Linked DNA regions of Zea mays: region 2 is linked to region 1. The links are chromatin contacts, called in public Hi-C maps. All regions are on one chromosome and are shown on one strand. Each heading gives the region's core, a stretch centred on a gene start, on an enhancer-like site or on the middle of the called end of the contact. The rest is flanking DNA. Distances are from core to core; before and after follow the strand shown.

What was found. Hi-C and Micro-C count contacts between places; a contact is called where the count stands out from the background.
Region 2: a contact with region 1 is called in a Hi-C map of bundle sheath, with 5 times the contacts expected there. The contact joins the promoter of LOC100272361 here to the promoter of LOC103637689 in region 1. A contact is called at or near these places in 2 of 25 Hi-C or Micro-C datasets (bundle sheath and leaf).

The regions. Positions count from the first base shown.
Region 1 is chr1:99,196,660-99,203,822 of Zm-B73-REFERENCE-NAM-5.0, forward strand. LOC103637689 (serine/threonine-protein kinase BSK2) reads left to right here and starts at 2,992. Exons shown (of 10, transcript XM_008660327.3): 1 at 2,992-3,344; 2 at 3,457-3,713; 3 at 3,807-3,942; 4 at 4,250-4,383; 5 at 4,633-4,738; 6 at 5,085-5,170; 7 at 5,435-5,623; 8 at 5,713-5,871; 9 at 6,535-6,648; 10 at 7,163. The coding sequence starts at 3,260.
Region 2 is chr1:99,724,624-99,731,786 of Zm-B73-REFERENCE-NAM-5.0, forward strand. LOC100272361 reads left to right here and starts at 3,564. Exons shown (of 22, transcript NM_001359605.1): 1 at 3,564-4,195; 2 at 4,892-5,122; 3 at 5,219-5,306; 4 at 5,721-5,929. The coding sequence starts at 3,764.

The DNA of each region.
Region 1 (7,163 bases), core at 1,742-4,241:
AAAAATATATTTATTTATGTATGTATTTCCTTTATGTTATGTGGCATTTTCCTCTCTTTCTTTATTATTTCAAATTATAAATTGTAAACTAAGTCTTAATTCTCATATTGAACATTAATGTATTCCCATTGATTGATCACTATTTTTAGTAGATGCACACACAAATAACTTCAGCATGATGCATGATGTATTTTATACGTTATTAGCTAATTACTCACTTAAAATGAGGTTGTTCATATGTTACATTAAATAGAGGCAAAACATATAGAAAAATTATTTCCTTTAATATGGTTTACAAGTTTGGGTATTACAGTAAGCCAGCTGTCGTCCGGCATTGCAGACATCATACCGGGCTGCCCTCCCTCCCCACTCTCACCCAGCTCCTGCCCCAAAGTGTCCCTCTTGCCCGCCACTAAAGGCTGCATTGGCACCGACCTTAGCATGGTGGACATCAAGTTGATGAATGCGGCGCGACAGCCACGTGCCATGGGGCTCGATCGCAGTGTCGCCGCATTGTCCTTCACAAGTTGCGAGAGCGTCGTGTATATAGTCTGAAGGCAACACTATAGGTGACTAGATGGGCCCTACTATATGTGCCAGCATGAGGTGCAAATATTTTTACAAGGCACGACATAATAGTAATCGCGCTAGGCCAGCACGAGGGCCATCTTGGGTCGTGCTTGGACTTAGATACAAGCCCATTAGACGAGCACGATCTATTTATTGTCGACTCATTAGCATGATGCTAAGCACAGATAGTCTATTAAATCAAGCACGACCTAACATAACCTAGCCATATTTGTTCTAATCTAGCCCACCATATATATAAATATGACCATCTCGATCCCCAGTTATTTTCAAGCTCTGTTATAAGACATACATTGAGTCATCTGACACGGTAGCACGAGACGACACAATAGCTTAACATGCAGGGCCGACCCTCAAGGGGTGCGGAGTGTGCAGCCGCACCGGGCCCCTCAAAACAGAGGGCCCCTCTGGCCACTGGATGTTAGCACTTTTTCCTGGCTAAACATATCTACCCTAGACATAAATACGTAAGAGCGATGCGCTATCGATCAGTTTCGTTTAGATTGTTAAACTAATGTCTCAATTACTTATCTAATATTCACTTCGTTCTAAAATAGTATTTGTTTTAACTCTTGATTTTTATGTCTATATGCAACTAGATGAGGAATTCACTAGAGAAGCAAAATAAATTCTATTTTGATACAGAAAGGGATATTATTTACTATACACATGATGGTTGCATCGACAGAGAGAAGATTTTTAAAATTGAAATATTTTGAACTATTTAAGGTCAACAATGACTTAAGAGTGGTTAAATGGTTTGGCGATTATATGTATCTAAAAGAAGTTGTTGGATGGATTGATTTTAATGGTATAAGCGATGATTGGTATCACAAAATGTTAGAAGATATTTTTAATGACATCGAATAACAAGTATGTGTTTTTGGCTATATTTTATATTTATCATCTTATAAACTTGAAAATAGTGCATAATAATTTGTATACGTTAAATATTATATATATTGTATGTGGATGAGGCCTCTAATTCGGATTTCGTCTAAAAAGTCAGAAACGACCATGTTAACATGATTTGTTTAAAATAAGTTAAACTCAGATTTTAGTTTATGGACAAACACGACACGACCCGACCTGCTATATATTTATGTCGTGGCTCGACCTATTAAATTGGTACGGTGTATGAGTGGCTCGGCACGCCAAGTGCCCAAGTCGCCAACGGTGGGGCTGCGCGCCTGCGGAACAGAGAACAGCGCGGCGCTGCAGGAAGCCCACGTGTCGAGCCTGCGACAGCGACGTTGCGAGGTTGTGGTCCCTCGCATGGCATCGATGGCTGAGTCGTCAGTCACTCGTGGCTGGCTGGCGAACCCGGACGCAGGTAGTCATGGAGGCGATCACCATTCTAGCTTGATGCTGCTGCGCGCCTGCGCCCCTGCTACTGCCGGCTCGCTCGTGCGCTCCTTGTTGCAGGCCTTGCTTGTTTTGCTTGCTGCCAATACGTACTACTCCCCAGTAAAAAGAAGACAGCAGGCCCAGTCAGGATCGGGACTTGGGCAAGGCGTCAGGCTCTCCAGTCTCCACACCTCCACTTTTACGTTGGAATCAAATCTTTGGTTCAGTAATTGTAACATGATAGGTAAGAAAATATTAAATCATGTCTGAAACTTTAACTGTAATTATATACTACATTAAGGGGGTGTTTGGTTACACCCCGCTAAAATTTAGCCCTTGTCCCATCGAATGTTTGAACCTCCGTTCCGGGTATTAAATGTAGTCAGATTATAAAACTAATTTGTCAGCCGAAGATTAAAAGACGAGACGAATCTAGTCCAGTTGGTTGGTTCTATATTTCATACTCCTATTTAAAAGTCAAATGTTTGATGTGACCCGGGCTAAACTTTAGCAGGAGCAACCAAACACCCCTTAAAAATAAATATTAACCTATTCAAATTTATTATCGTTGTGAATCATTACCGTTGTAGTTTACGTTACCGTCCATGAACTAAACAACAACTTTTGAGTTTTGGTGGTGGCTTGAAGCAAGTGGTGGAGAAGATAAATTTTTAGTTGTCGTAGTACAAGAGTATTTTAAAAAAGCTGAATATATTTGTAGGACTGAAGTAAATACGAACAGGAATATATACAGCTTGTCAACCTTACTTTGACTGTTAAATTCGTACCAAACTCGTTGCATCTCAGAACAGGAGCCCAAGCTGCATGCCTGCATGGAATTGCCATGCGTCCCTTGGTCTCCTTTTTCCATTCTGTTCTGAAACACAAACACTACATACCCTCTCTGATTTTTCTTGGGAACTGTTTGGTTTCAATTCTAGGAAAAGACCACCTTAAATTATACGAAAAATATTTTTTTAGAAAAAAGTATTAGTACTAGCACGAGATTTTAGGGGTTTCGTATTTTATTTTTTTTAAAACAAAGAGAAAAAGACTGGAGGTGGGGATGCTCGGTGTTGACTGTTGCGGGCGCACCTACCGGATCCCCCACCCACCCGGCCACCCCTGCGTGCTGCCGCGCTTCTCTCGGAGCCTTGCCTCCTGCCTCGCACCTTCACGAGCTCACTCCTGCTGCTCCATTCCACAATCCACACTCCCCCGCGCTGGACTGGAGTCGAGTTGAGCGCACGCTCTCGCACTCCCATATTCCCACCGACCATATCGCTCTTGCTTCGCTAAGCATCCTAGATCTCCATTCGCGCCCATGGGGTGCTTCCAGTCCAAGGTGGCGGGGCCCCTGCCGCCCAACGACGCCGCCGCGCTCCCCGCCGACAAGCCTGCAGATCCCGGTAACCGTCACGCCCCCTCCCCCGCTGCCGCTTAAACCCTAACGCCCGGCCACCGAATCCATCTAACCGGCACGCGCTCGCGTCTGCTTTGCTGTGTCCAATCGAATGGCAGAGGCGGCGAACGGCGCCGCCGACGGGGGAGGCGACGGCGACGACAAGGAGGCCGTGAAGCGCGCGGTGCCGGTGTTCAGGGAGTTCGCGCTGGCCGAGCTGCGCGCCGCCACCAAGGGCTTCAGCGCCGACCTCATCGTCTCGGAGAGCGGCGAGAAGGCGCCCAACGCCGTCTACCGCGGCCGCCTCGATGGCGGACGGCTCATCGCCGTCAAACGCTTCTCGCGCCTCTCTTGGCCTGACCCGCAGCAGTTCCTCGTATGGATTTGTGTTGCTTCAATGCTCGCTACGTGTGATTTCCTCCCGGCACGGATCTCGCAATGTGATGCAGTGCTGCTGCTGCTGCTGCAGGCGGATGCGGTGGGCGTGGGGAAGGTGCGGCACAAGCGCCTCGTCAACCTCATTGGCTGCTGCGCCGAGGGTGACGAGAGGCTGCTCGTCGCTGAGTACATGCCCAACGACACCCTGTCGAAGCATCTCTTCCACTGTACGTGCTCGGTGCTCTCCGGGTCTCCCCCAGTCCTTCCCTATCCACCTGCCAGGACTACTCCAGCCTTTTTCTGTCGTCTATGGTGACGTACTCGATGATGATCCTCGTGGGCGGATCACACCAACCGTGAATCTCAATCTCCTCTGCATTAACACAATGACTTAATGCACTTTGTGTCCTTCACCATTGCTGCATTTGACCTATGCAGATCATGCAAAAGTCTGGTTCGCCCGGACTAGGTGCGTGCGTCCTGTCCACCTTGTCTCCCTTCATTGACTCTGTTGTGCACTGCCTTTTTGTTCAGGGGATAAACAGCCTTTACCATGGGAAATGAGGCTGAGGGTTGCATATTTTATTGCACAAGCTCTCGACCATTGCAATTTGGAGAACAGGAAAATCTATCATGATTTGAATGCTTATAGAGTACTTTTTGATGAGGTACACAACAAGTTTGTTGACAGCTTCTAGTTTTTACTGCACATATATATATTTTTTAAAATTCTGGCTCTTTCATTGTAACTACATTTTCTTCATCTGTGAAAACCATTTTTTAATCTTTAAAGTTTACTTTGGAAAATTTTACTGTCATCTGTAGTTGCCTATGTGGTTTTTTACCTGTTGTAATTGATTATTGTAGCTGCCTAAGGAATACATCGCCTGTTGTAACCGATTTCTATTCCCTATCAGGAAGGTGATCCCCGCCTGTCAAGTTTTGGATTAATGAAGAACAGCCGTGATGGAAAAAGCTATAGTACTAACCTGGCTTACACTCCACCAGAGTTTCTACGAACAGGTAGGATCCCCTTTGTGCTTAAGTGTTACTAATTTACTATTACATTCTTGATTTGCCAATACCCTTGTTTGCACCCTGGTGTAGATCATTTGAGCTAATTATAAGCCCAATCAGTAAAAGTTAGATTAAGTTAAAAGCTTTTGTGAGCTAGTATGCCTCTTGAGAGTACAATTGTAAAACTTCTTGTTTCCTGATTGTTGTTCAATACATACTTTTGGATCACGGTAAATTATTTTCAGGTTTATCATCTATTGTTTCGTTTAAGTTTACAATACACTATTCACACTATTACTGTTTACAATATGCTATTTTGGACTGCACTGAATAATTTGTGCTTGAATGACAGGCAGAGTAATTCCCGAGAGTGTGATATATAGCTATGGAACTGTCCTGTTGGATCTTTTGAGCGGAAAACACATTCCTCCTAGTCATGTATGCTTCATTTGCTTTTTCTCAAGAAGAATATATTTCTGGAATCTCTTAGCAATTCCCTGCATTTTGGTACAATGTTTGCAATGATGGACTGCTGTGTGCCTTGAACTATGAACTTGAACTGACAGCTGTTCCTAGGTGCTTCATTTTTCTGTAACATATAATGACCACAGCATCATTAAACAGCTCTAGGTGATTAATTGCTCTATGTCAGTATTTATTATGACAATTGACTTATCATTTCTTTTCTTTGTGGAATTCTAGGCCCTAGATTTAATAAGGGGAAAGAATATACTGTTGCTGATGGATTCCTCCTTAGAAGGGCAGTATGCTAATGAAGATGCTTCAAAATTGGTTGACCTTGCATCAAAGTGTCTGCAATTTGAATCTAGGGATAGACCAAACATAAAGTATCTTTTGTCTTCAGTTGGTCCTCTTCAAAATCAAAAGGAGGTGAGTAGCTAGAGCACCTTTTTCCTTCTGTTCACCCCCCTTGATTGCTTCTAGTAACATTGTCTATTTCTCTGATGAACCTAATGCAGGTTGCATCACATGTGTTCATGGGTATTACAAAAGCCACATCAGTACTGCCAGCCATTTATTCTCCACTTGGGAAGGCCTGCGCTGGTATGGATCTTTCAGCGGTGCATGATATTTTACTCAAAACAGGTTATAAAGATGACGAGGGTGCAGAAAACGAGGTAACTAACAATCAAATTTATTCTGCATCTGACTTGTGCCATCAATTTGTGATGAACTTTCCTCTTCCACTTTGCTTTATTTTCCCGCTTAACTCAATTGATAACTTGTTCATAAAGATTTATTTTTTGAATTGTTTCCTTGTTCCTTCCACTCGGACCCTAGTATCATTGCATGGTTAGAAGAAAGAAGAAACACTGTGGCTTATCATTTGCATTTAGAATGTGAAATGTGTAGATGTGACGTTTTCTATTGGCTATGCAGAGAAGTGGACTTATAAAAGTTGCATCATGGATTGTTTTAGTCTGAAAGGCAAATAGTTTTGCATGGATAAACACACACTTTCAGTATTTAGTTCAGGAGATTATAATGCTGAGTCGACTTTGGACTTGTCTTCACATTTCATTGTGTGGGCAAAATCTGATGTATACATTCAAATATATATATTTTTGTGTCTGCACGTGCTCTAGTATTTTGAAATTATTTTTTTCTCGAAAACGCAGTGAGTTTCAATAACAATATATTAAGAAAAGATAGAAACGGTCCAAAATGGACCTAAGTCATTTTGTGTCTACACTTGCTCAAGTATTTTGAAATTATGAAGTCCTACTTGTCTGTTTATTAAGATAAGTTTATTTTGTCTGATGCATGTTTAAAAACTGAAGTTATCCTTTCAAGAATGGACCCAGCAAGTGCAAGAGATGCTGAACACAAAGAAGTTTGGTGACATTGCATTTAGAGACAAGGATTTTAAGACTGCAATTGACTACTATTCCAAGGTATCAGCATACCTGTTCTCTATTTTCGCGTAATTATGGTAGGAGACTAGGGGTGCTAACGGATCACGATCCAAATATTTCACAATTTCTTAGGGCCTAAATAAATTTTAGTTAAAAAATGAATAGAAATAGAGCCCGATTCTAATTCAATTTGATCCTTAAATTTTGTAGTGTAAAATTTAGAGCTCATTGTCACCCCTAGATGTAACTGTCAAACTGGCCACAAGTCAGTGTTCCTAAGCAGTTGGGTCCTTGCGCTGTTTCCTTAGGGCCTGTTTGTTAAAGTTTAGCACTACACTTTTAGCTAAACTTTAGTACATGGAGATCCAAACAGGAGTGCTAAAAGGTGCTAAAAGTGTACCATCCAATAGTAGTTTAGCTCCTCATTGTGTGTCAAACTTTAGCACCCTATTGAAGTTTAGAACATGGGATCCAAATAGGCCCTTACTCTTGATCGAAATCCCCAAAACATTGTATTTATAGCTTATATGACAGCCTGTTTGCTCTAATGCAGC
Region 2 (7,163 bases), core at 2,314-4,813, 530 kb after region 1:
GACAAACTTAGTTAGTCCACGTGGTTTGTGATGGACGTCAAACACCAAAATCGAGTATAGGAAATGTTTTAACCCCTTTTCCCTTTCACTTGCTTATCTATAGCCCGAGGGGAGACTGACATTCCTTCTAAGACCGTGGTTCCTTCCGGGAGTTCCCAAGCCTTCTTTTCTGCTTTGATAGAGACCGGGTGGCCTTCAAGAATCTGGGGATCTTCAGCTCTCATGGGTTGGACTGGGTTGGATGAAGCGGGTTCTTGGATTCGTAGAGCTATACGTTGGTTGTGGGTTACCAAGTAGGCCTACATCAACTTCTGGATGTGCTCGTACTTGGCTTGCTTTAGGGCTTCAACAACAACGGCTTCACAACTTTCCAAGGCAGCTACATGAGCCTGAGTTGTGGTGAGATCCACATGGAGCTGACGCTTGCGCTTCTCTACATCTTCTGCTCGGGCAATCATCTGACGGTGGTGCCGAGCCGAGAGATCATACTGTGCATCCAGGGTAAGCAGGTATTCAGTGAGGTACACGACTGTGGGGTCGTCCTCAAGCAGTTGTTGTCCTTCCAATGCATGCATCCTGGCCATCCAAACAGGACAGTCTCTCTGAAAGGGTGGAAAGAAACTAAGCGGGTATTAGTTACATTAATGTTTAGTACTTCGCCAAGGTAATACATCAATCATTTCATTTATTCTAGCTAAGCCTAGGGGCTTTGGCATCTCAGGTATAATTATATTCAAGGACACACGAGTAGGTTTTAGAATTAAGCCCCACTAGTGGGCCAGAAAATCTCGCTTAGGGGCAACCATCGTTGCAACGGATATGATAAAGTTTTCACCCGTGTTCGTGTGTAATTCAAAGGTGCCAAACCACTCATATACAAGTGATCTCTCATTTTTGTCTTGGACAATTACTCTTTATGACCCCCCTGAGGATGTCTAATACCCTAAGAGTTGTTTTCGTATATCAATTACTTGGTTTTAGGCTCAAGGGGTGCGAGACATATGTCCTTGGTGGATGCATTCAATTTTTTGAATAAGGATCTATTAAAGTCAAAAGATTACATGAAAGGCCCTCAAACTCTTTATGTTAAACAACACGAGGCTTGGGGCTACACCTAATGGATGTGCTTTATAAGAAAGGGCACACCATTTGAAAAAAGTTTGAAAAGCACTTTATGACTTCTATCAAAACAATACTCAGATGTTGCTTGCAAGAAGATTTTAAAGTTCAACCATAAAGATATCAGAGGCTTGGAAAACTAAGATCATGGTTTTCCATAGGGCCGACTAGCCTGCAAGAAGATGAGTCAACCATGGACTACTAGAAAGGCATGGGACAAGCCGACGTGGCTTCCAGTGAGAAAATCGACCTAGTCGACTAAAGGAAGGACAATCTTTATAATAGTATTAGAACTCTTCTGTCTTAGTTGACTAGGACTATAACCGTGTGTCTACCCTAGGTAGAGGTACACCTATTTAATATAACATAAACAATAATTCAACGAAAGACTATCCAACACACAAGACATATGATATTACACTATTTAGTGGTCTAAATCTGTCTAAATTGTCGTTTCATGTTAACCATTGAATTTTGTTTTTCGTCGACACCCACCAAATCTTACCTTGAGTGACCTCATAGTAAGATTGTTGCTCATCAGACATCGACAATAGCTAGCCATTACAATCAGATCATGGCGCGACGTCCATTGTACTCTAGATACACCAGTGCCTTATGGTAGTTTGTTCTCTATAGCATGAGCTACAACCTCCCTAGTAGAATGAACCAGAGCACTTGTCCGGTGAACGCTTTAGCTTCTGGTCCAATGTACACATTGCAATTTGGTGTACCCCAACTCGCTACATTGGACACTTTCGATATCAATGTTGTCGCTATCCCTGAGATACGACACATGTCCTATTTGGTGCCTCTCTTTGGCACATACTAGACACTTGTGGTGCTATATGTCCAAAGGAGTCCTGAACCGAGCAGAGTACGTGGCATGGTTTTGATTGTGTCTTAATTGAGCATTGTAATAGGATGCTAATCAGGTGGTTTATATGTTAGCTTGGCTAGCTTTCCAAGAAAGAAAAGATTATATTTAGATCGATGAACTCCCTAACTTTATTTTACATTATCTAGTAAACAATGTAAGTATTTTCTTAAATTAATAAAGTGCAACAGTTAACTTCCTAAAAAGAACAATTGACACAAAAGAGTTTCGTTTTGGACGTCTAAGTCAAACAATCATAACTTTGGCTACCAATCTTCAAGCCACCTCCAACGTCTATCCCCACCTCTGCCCCGCCCCACATCCCATGCCATTTGGGGGGATTTGCCCTCCAATGGCTCTCTCAATATGTTAACTAGGTCTTTCCTTTGCGATTCTATTCTTGTTTAAGCTTTGTAACATAATAACAATTTGTATTATGATAGTATAAATGCTCTATGATTTTTAAAATTTCAAAAATTGATGATTTTTTTAAATAACTGAGTTATAATGTATATAGGGAGTTGAATAGGGAATGATTAGATACTGCCTTGTATGCGAGGGAGTATCATTTAGGGAACGATTGAAGATGATAATGATTAAATATGGTCTAAAAGGTTCATGTATTTTCACAAAATAAATCTAAAAATAAAATTCACAACATAGATATAAACCATATATATATTATGAAACTGTTTTTCTTAATAAATCTAAAAACATAAATATCATATTATTAATCTCTACAGCTTTTTAAAGTTAACAGTAAAAGATAAACATATTTAACTTAGAATACAACTAAGGCCCTATTTGTTTCGTTGGAATTGAATTCCATTCTAATAATTATAATTTAGACAAAACTAATTAAGTTCATATATTTATATATGTAATTTATTTGTATTTATCTTAAATCATATGAGAAAGATAATTATATACTATATTTATATTATAGAACATTTATATTATAGCGAAGCAAGTATAAGAATGTGTTATAAGTTGTACATTAGAAAAATGACATGAAAATCTATAGAATCAATTTCCATCTCTCACCCCATGAATTTGAGATAGAATTATATGATAATTTTGGAAAGTGGTGGAATATCACGTTTAAAAAAATAGCCTATTTCATTAGTAAGATTTTAATTTCTCAAAATGAAAGAAAAAACGGGACCTAATAGAAAAAGGGGAAGTATACATTAAAGTCAAATCTTGCTTAAGAAATGTCCAAGAAATTATTTTCTTGGCGTATTGTTCGAATATATACGGCGGTTAATACCACTGTGTTCGTTTTACTTTAAAACATGACATTATTTAATGATAAAAAAGGGGGGAAAAGAGAAGAAAACAACGCAAGCTCACTCGCGCTGAAGCCAATTAGGCAAACACGGAAGCCAATTGTCCTGAATGATCCCTCTCCCTACGTGGTAGTAGGGGCTGAAGCCACGAAGACAGAAGGTAAAAGTGAGATCGGAAGCAAGCAACAGCTTGGAAAACGGGCAGAAAAATAAAACGGAAAAGGAGCCAACCAAACCGATCGGTCGACCGATCAATCTCAATCGAAGCACCAGGAAAACTCGCGCAACACAAATCTCAACAATTATCCGGCTGGTGCGCCGGCGAGCACCGTCCTCCGGCGACCGGCTGGGCAGCAGCAGCAAAGGGGGATCTTGTCACGCTTCGAGATCGGTCGCCGCGCTGGGGGCGACTCACTCGCGCCACTCTTCCCCTTCCCTGCGCTGGTGGCGGAACCCTAATGCCGGCCCGAGTCTAGCCGCCATGGACTTTGCCAGCCGCCACGCCGCAGCGGAGGCGGCCACATCGGCATCCGCCGCTGCCCCCGCGGGCGTCGCCGAGGAGCCCGAGTACCTCGCCCGGTACCTCGTCGTCAAGCACTCTTGGAGGGGAAGGTACCGCCGGGTCCTTTGCATCGCCTCTTCCGGCGTCGTCACGCTCGACCCCACCACGCTCAACCTCACCAACTCCTACGATGCCCGCTCCGAGTTCGACCACGCTGAGGCTCTCACCGCCACCGACGAGTTCACGCTCGCAGTCCGCACCGATGCCCGCAGCAAGTTCAAGCCCATGCGCTTCTCGTCGCCGCTCCGCCCGGGGATCCTCACCGAACTCCACCGCCTCCGCCCGGTCCAGGCCTCCTTCGACTTCCCCGTTCTCCACCTCCGCCGACGCACCCACGAATGGTCCTCCTTCGTAAGCACACCCCCTTCCTGAATACCCGCTTCTATCAACTTCACATCCCGCTACTATCTACCGTGTTGTGCTGCCGTGAACAAAAAAAAAAAAAATAGAAATACAAGGCTGTGTTTCTTTTCTTTTTTGAAATAAACAAAGGCTTAGTTTCTGTAAGCAATTGTGCTGTACAACTCTATTCTGATCAATTGATGCTTCCATGCCCAATCTCATCTAGTACTACCCTACTTCATGATTCAACTTGTTGCATCCTTAAGATAATTCACCAGATCTCATAGCACCAGGCTACAAGTTCAAGCAGAACTATTGAAGATAATTCACATATTCACACATTCATTCTTGTTCAGTTGTTTGCGATTTTTTAACTATATGAAAAATAGTGCCACAAAATGTGCTCAAAATAACGACATGCTATGAAATACTACTCCCTCCAGTCAGATCCATATGATGTTTCAGACAGCAAGTCTGGCTTGCTTTTAACTTTAGTTTGTTGTTCGAAATGTCATATATAAGTGACTGGATGTGGTAGATGATTGTAGTGTACCAGTTCTATGGTCATTATTTAGATACCTAGCTGATTGCGGAGACCATCTTTGATAACTTATTACTCACATAATGCTGTATTGAAAGAAATACTGTTGTATTATCATCACATGATGTCTAATACTTTGGTTCTTGTATCTGAACATTCTGTAGAAATTTAAGGTCACTCCTGTGGGTGTTGAGCTCCTTGAGGCTTCTGGTGATATACGCTGGTGCTTGGACTTCAGAGATATGAATTCTCCGGCAATTGTACTCTTGGGGGATAGCTATGGGAGGAAGACTTCTGAAGGTGGAGGGTTTGTGCTATGCCCTCTTTATGGTAGGAAGTCAAAAGCTTTTATGGCTGCTTCAGGAACTACAAACACTGCAATTATATCGCATATGGTACACAATTTTGACCTTGTTCTTTTTGGTCGTTCCACTCCAGTGATACATGTTTTTTGTAGTTCTATGTAACTTCCTTTGTTGGTCATCTTTCAGACGAAAACTGCCAAATTAAAGATTGGATTATCACTATCTGTGGATAACTCACAATCAATGAAAGCGGATGACTTCATAGCAAAAAGAGGTAGACAGATCTCTAGTGATGGTGAACTTTAGATGTACTCTATTTTATTAGAGAATCTATTTAGATGTTGATAAGGATGAAGATGCTTGCTCAATACTTTTATATATCTACTTGATGTTCTCACTGCATTATCATGCCTCTAGTTTTGCCTTTCCATCCATATGTTTTGTAACTTGGCAGCTTGCAAAACACAAATGAACTGTGAGAATTAGGTAAAATGCCACCTTCAAGCTCCACATTGATCAACAAAATTCGCACTTGTCTCATGTTTTCGTTACACATTTATTGATGCTGCCGACCCTACATTCGTCTCATATAATAAAGGATTTAAAACTCTCAGTGATAGTTTATTTGTTACCTGTGAGCCCACTATGGTTTTCTCTGATTTTACTTGTATGTGGACTTCTTTCCCAGCTATGGAGGCAGTTGGAGCTGCTGAAACACGGCATGGAGAGTGGTCGGTAACAAGATTACGTTCTGCTGCGCGTGGCACTGCTAATATTGAGAGCTTAAGTTTGGGTGTTGGACCAAGGGGTGGGCTTGGAGAACAGGGTGATTCTGTCTCTCGTCTGCTTGTTCTTACAAGTACTTCACTTGTTGAAAGACGTCCAGAGAACTATGAGGTAGACAGTTTGTCCTCAATTTTATATGAATTGTTTAAACTCTTCTCCCCTAGAGCCATTAGCAATCCAAGAAATGGCAACAGCCCCCAACCCCCTCCCGCCTCCTCCTCCCCCCCCCACACACAAAATAGATCATATGATAGGTTCTTACTGTTACTAACCTTGGATTAGAGAAGGTAATCAGTTCTTAGGACTTGGTAGAATTTATATAGGAGACTCAGCTAATATGGGCCTTAACACCCCCTTTAAACTCAAGGTGGAAGCAGAGGATCTGAAGCATTGAGTTTGAACAAGTTGAGACGATGTTGTTCTCTTGTTTGTGCTTTTGTGAAGAAGTCTGCAACTTGCATTTCTGAGGGCACATGTTGAAGAGCAATAGTTTTCTGTTGACAATGAGACCGTGTGAAGAAAACATCGACACCAATATGTTTTGTAAGTTCATGCTTCACAAGATCATTTGCAATTTGAATGGCTCCAGTGCTGTCGCACAAAAGAGGCGTAGGAGTATCACAAAGATCAACCAATAACCATCGTAGCCATATAATCTCGGCAATAGTGGTAACAAGAGCTTGAAGTTCTGCTTCTACACTGGATCGTGATACAACAACTTGCTTCTTTGATTTCCATGCAATAGGAGAGGAACCAAGGAAAATACAATAACCAGTGATCAGAGCGATCACTCGCCCCAGTGGCATCAGAGTAGGCATGAAGCCGAAGAGGACTATTACAATCATAGAATAAGTCTCGAGATGTGGTTCCCCGTAAGTGTCTCAATACATGAAGCAAGTGACCATAATGGACTGAAGTAGGTGTAGAGACAAACTGACTCAGAATATGAACATCATGTGCAATATTCGGTCGAGTGATAGTGAGGTAGACTAGACTGCCGACTAGATGCCGATATCTGGATGGATCCTGTAGTAGTGAACCATCATTCGGACAAAGTTGTAAATGAATATCCATGGGCGTTGCAGCTGTACGTTTATCAGTCAGACCAGAGGGACCAATAAGGTCTTGGATGTATTTGGACTATAATATCCCTTTGTAGATTGTAATACCTCAATACCCAGGAAATATCCAAGAGGGCCTAAATCAGACATCTTAAACTGCTCACTAAGATGTTGTTTTACTTGAGAAATATATTCTGGAGCATCACCTGTAATCATCATGTCATCAACATTTAATAGGAGCAAGGTGCGCCCTCGTGAAGAGGAATACAGAAATAAAGCAGGAT